Regions from separate parts of the Gossypium arboreum genome. Here region 2 is linked to region 1. A link is a contact called in public Hi-C data. All regions are on one chromosome and are shown on one strand. The core of a region is the stretch at or near the end of the contact, and the rest is flanking DNA. Distances in the headings are between cores, read along the strand shown.

Region 1 (2,700 bases), core at 35-2,534:
AATTTATCATTATAATAATTAATTAGGATTTACCTATTTATTTTATAAAGGAGGTCATGTTCGAGCATAAAGAAAAAGTTGTAAAAAGAAGATAGTTATAAAATTTATAATAAAAATTAAAAATATTGAATTGATGAATCAATTTGATTCAATCAAAATCAATTTACTTGAGGTGTTAGTTTTGAATGGTTACAACATATAATTATAATTATAACGTCTATTCATCTCACTTTTCTAGGTTAAATTATGTGTTATTTTTTTTATGAAAATTCTACTTATCAATCTATATATTTGAATTATTAAATGTTGAATTAAATTTTACAAAGTACAATTTGGACATAATTTAATTTATCTTAAATTAAAATAACTCAGGACAGACCTTTCGTAAATGGCGTCATTTAAGCCATACATAAATTTGTATAAAGCCCGCATATAATTTATGCAAGGCAAGATTTGAAATGGACACTCACGACATTTTAAGTCCATATATTTTCTGTACACATAATTGTTAATGTTACTAAAATATTTCCATTAAATTGAATCGTGTGATATTTTAAAATTAAAAAATTTACTTTGTAGTCATGTAATAAAAATAAAATTTAATAGAATAATTTTAACAATATTAACAATTAAATTTACATTTTAAACCTGAAAAGTAAAAGGAATTAATTCTTTAAAACAAAAATAGGGATGTAATTTTTCAAAATACTGTGAGTAGGATTTAGAGTATATTTTAAATTTATACTCAACTATATTCCTTTAAAGAAATCTAATATATTTTACCTTGAAATCATTACTTCTTTACTTTTTTTTTTTTTGTTTATTCAATGTTTTACTTTTACTATAAATATTTTTGGTTTATTTAATGGTTTACTTTTGACTATAAATATTTTTTTATTGGAATGGAAAGCATAAATATTTTTAATATGGTAAAATTGGTGATATGAGATTTGGATTAAACTGATTAATTGAATTGAAATTTTTGATTCAATAGATTTCAAATAATCAGAAAAAATTATTATGAAAAAACGAGTGACAAACCATATCAATATGGAACTTATTTTAAAATTTGTTTTGGGTATTTATTTTTTTGAGTTTAGCTAACTGGCACATATTTATTGTATAAATTCTAGAATTTTATTATTTTTATTTAAACATTATTAAATAAATTGAACCAATTTTAACTAATTCAGTCACCCAATCAAATTCTTACAAATAAATAAATAAATGAAGTAAAATGTGGTGAAAAAGTAGAATAAATATAGCATACTTTCAAGTTAAACCACAGCTCACATTCACAACGACAAAGACTTTGGAATGTCGACAATTAGACCAAAGACATCAGACATTAACTCCTACTTCCTTAACTCCCTAGTTTTATATGCCCTGACTCTTGTCTGCAGATTTACAGTTCCTTTTTTTATTTTTCTCTTTTTGGATTTCATATTTTTTTATAACATATATATTTCCAACAAACAGAAGAAAAGCCAGATTCTAAAGAGACATGATCATGTCTAGGGAAAAAAATGTTGTTTTTTTTAAGTAAAGAGAGTGGTGACCGGTGAGAGTGCTAGGCGCACTAGCAGACATATGGGTCCCATCATCATCACTTCCTCCACCACCTTCTCTAACCTACCTTCTCCCTTTTTGCCCTCCCCTATACCTCCCTCTTCTCCCAAAAAAAAAAAAAGAAAGCCCTTGTTTATTTTCCCCTCTCACTTGTAACACGTCTTGATCTTTGAATTTCTTTCCTTGTTTAGTGATGGAAGGTGAGTTAGTTTTACTTGGCGGTGGTGGTGGTGGTGGCGGCGGTGGTTCTTCTGGGGTTTCTACAAATGAATCAGCAGTGTTGTCTAAAGTGGAGGTTGTTTCTGAGGCATGTTCATATCCAGCTGAGAGTGAGTTGGAGTTAGGTCTGGGGCTGAGCCTTGGTGGTGCTACAGGGAAAACTAAGCCTGCCACTGCCACTTCTTCATGGGGTGAGTGTGGTAGAATCTTGACTGCAAAGGACTTCCCTTCTGTGGTTTCTCATAGAACCAAAAATGGCGGTCCTTCTGTTTCTGTTTCTGGGACCAAAAGAGCTGCTGAATCTGTCTCCCATGAGGGTGGATCCCCTACTGGTATCAGGTTTATTTCTTCAACACTTTATTAAACCTTCTTCTCTTCTGTGTTGTATTCAATTTATTCAATTTAATGCTTTATTAGTGGAAGCAGTCAAGTTGTGGGATGGCCACCCATAAGAGCTTATAGGATGAACAGCTTGGTGAACCAAGCAAAGTCTCAAAGAGCTGATGAAGGAGACAGTGGAATTGGTGAAAAAGATAAACCCAAAGATGCTTTGAAGAAGAAACTTAATTACAATGGTAACAAAATCAGTTCAACAACTACTGTTAATGAAAAAGGACATCTTGGGTTTGTTAAGGTGAATATGGATGGAATCCCAATAGGAAGGAAAGTTGATTTGAATGCTCATTCTTGCTATCAGAGTTTGGCTCAAGCACTTGAGGATATGTTCCTCAGATCTACTAACTCAGTTGGTAATTCCTCTTTACTTGTGTTCTACTCCTCCTCTGCTTTGTGTGGTGATGTTAATGCAATTAACCCCCCCCCCCTTTTTTTTATAGGTGCAGAGAAGGAACAATTAACCAAGGCTTCTAAGCTTTTGGATGGATCATTTGAATTTGTTTTGACTTATGAAGA
Region 2 (2,700 bases), core at 149-2,648, 370 kb after region 1:
CTCAAATATCTAAATTATTACAATAATTGAGGTTCCAACGAGTTTTGTCGATATCCTTAATCCAATTTATATAATTAAAAGATATAATGATTTTTTGACTCTCTAGTTTTCCAAAAAAATAATTTTGACCCTCTATTTATTTTTCGTCTTTTAGTCCTTAAATTTATATTTTTTATCAAATCACCCAAAAATAGGTGAAAAAGTTAATATTTGTTAACTTTGCTAATGTGGCATACACGTGGATTGCCACGTGGATAACATGCCAATATTTAATTAATTTTTTTAAAAATTAAAACATAAAAAGAATTATATTTTTTATATTTTTAACCATTTAATTTTAGAAATAATTTTTAAAATTTTTAAAATTTTTAAAAAATTAATTTAATGCTGACATGTCATCCACATGGCAATCTAGGTGTATGCTACGTTAACAAAGTTACAAATGTTAATTTTTCAATCTATTTTGAGATGACTTTATTTTAAAAAATAAATACAAATTTAAAAGCTAGAACAAGGGCATAACTAGGAAATTTGGCGAGGGCCTTAACCTCCTAAAATGAAAAATTTTCTACTAAGGCCCTATAAAATTTTAATTTAAATTAATAAAGGTAAAATTGTAATTTAGTTTCCTAAAATGATAACAATTTAATTTAATTTTTAAAATTATAAAAATATAAACTATTAAAATAATAAAATAATATTTTTATTATCGTAAAATTATAATTTAATTTTATCATTTTAAAATTTTCTAGCTTGGTCTAGAAAAGGTGAAAAGTTAAATAAAAGATAAAATGATAAAATGATAAAATGATTTTTTTTTTGTAATGTTAAAGGATGATTATGTGAATTAAAAAAAAATTACACCGATATAAAAATTTAATTCTCAAATATTCTAAATTTTAATTACTATCTTATCTATGCTGTTTCCTACGCAGTTCAAATTTATGGGGTATAGGTCGTTTTCTCTTCACAAATCTTAAGGAAGAAGTTGGCAGCAGTCCCCATAATGTATCCAAGATTCAAGGGTGGTCCACACAAGAATCAAAAGTGAATCAGAGCCACCAATTCCCAATCATATGATATCGGGCCAGACCCTAAATTCGGTTTCTACCGTTGATTTATGCTGAATCACCCGATATTACGGACCCTATGTGTCTTAAACCAACAGAAGGTGGCATTATCTGCCGTCCTACCGCCCCTCAAAACCATCCACCTGTCCCCCTGCCTGCCCCTTGCGTGGACGTCTAAGTAGCCTTAGAAACAAAACACTAAATCCTCTTATCCTATGTCTTAAGCCGAAAGGATCGGACACGTGAATGTTCCCTTATAAACACGTGCCTCTATCTCTTTCGCTATCCTATTTTTTAGTCCCTCACTCCAAAAAAACGCGTTCACGACACTTATTTAATCTAACCGTCCATTCTCACGTGAGTCCAGCAATCGTAGCCGTTGCCTCCTGGATCGCCCCTTCTTTAAATTTCGTTTCTATAAATACTTCATCTCACAACACCTTCAAGCCTCAGCTCACATTCAAAGTCGGAAACATCCCCAACTGAATAAATTTACGCAAAACAAAAAAGAAAAGGGTGTAAGATTCATTTCCTTTTTTCTTCTCATCTCTGACAGGTAATCGGAAAAGCCAAACAATTCGAATAAATAGAAAATGGCGTTGAATTTGGCGCATCAGATTGGATCTCTAGCCGGGACACAAATTGCAGCTGAAGTCACTACCGGAGAACAATCATCCTCAGCGACGGCTAATGTGTCGGGAGTTCGGAAAGTTCCATTGGCGAATCTCCGATGCAACGCCCCAGGAGAAGCTCTGTCCCCTCCAATGTTAACTCCACCGCTGACGCCGCGAAGCGCGGCAAACAGGTCGGCTATGATGAGTCCGTCGCTGCGTCCGGATCTGTCCGCCGCTTGCCAGGCCTACGGGACGTTATCACCGCTGGAGACGGCTGAGGAGTCATCGGCGTCGGTGGCGTGGAAGGAGGGAGGGAAGAAAGAGGAGAAGAAAGGGGTTCCGGTTTACGTGATGATGCCGTTGGATAGCGTGACGAACGGGAATACGGTGAATAGAAAGAAGGCGATGAATGCGAGTCTCCACGCGCTGAAAAGCGCGGGAGTGGAGGGGATAATGATTGACGTTTGGTGGGGGCTGGTGGAGAGGGAAGCGCCGGGTGCTTACAATTGGGGTGGCTACGCCGAGCTTCTCGAGATGGCTAAGAAGCATGGCCTTAAAGTCCAGGCTGTCATGTCATTCCATCAGTGTGGCGGCAACGTCGGTGACTCTTGCACGTTCGTATCTCCTCCTTACCTCTCTTTACTGTTTAACTTTTAAAATTTAAACCCTTCTTTTTCTTCAAGATCCCGTTACTCAGCTTATGAAAATTTTATTTAAAAAATAGTAATTTTAAATTAATTTTTGTGGGGATGGGATACCTTTTTGAAAATCAAGAAGAAAGAAAAGTTTACACGTTTGATTAATTATTGATTCCAAGTCAATCATTTGCTTTTTTTTGAATTTGAAAGAGACAATCAGATGAACCAACGTTTTTAAAAAAAAATTTAGATGAAGGGATAACGTAAGCTTTCATTGCATCTTTTTACAAAAGTGGGGTAAAAAGGGGACCGAAAGAAATTAAATTTGGAGATAGATATGGAAATAAATTTTCAGAACCTATTTTAAAAGTTCATGAA

The links. Hi-C and Micro-C count contacts between places; a contact is called where the count stands out from the background.
Region 2: a contact with region 1 is called in a Hi-C map of leaf, with 2.6 times the contacts expected there. The contact joins the promoter of LOC108479687 here to the promoter of LOC108467921 in region 1. A contact is called at or near these places in 2 of 5 Hi-C or Micro-C datasets (both in leaf).

The regions. Positions count from the first base shown.
Region 1 is chr10:98,805,189-98,807,888 of ASM2569848v2, forward strand. LOC108467921 (auxin-responsive protein IAA13) reads left to right here and starts at 1,285. Exons shown (of 5, transcript XM_017768741.2): 1 at 1,285-2,127; 2 at 2,215-2,537; 3 at 2,625-2,700. The coding sequence starts at 1,763.
Region 2 is chr10:99,175,322-99,178,021 of ASM2569848v2, forward strand. LOC108479687 (beta-amylase 1, chloroplastic-like) reads left to right here and starts at 1,399. Exons shown (of 4, transcript XM_017782420.2): 1 at 1,399-2,298. The coding sequence starts at 1,664.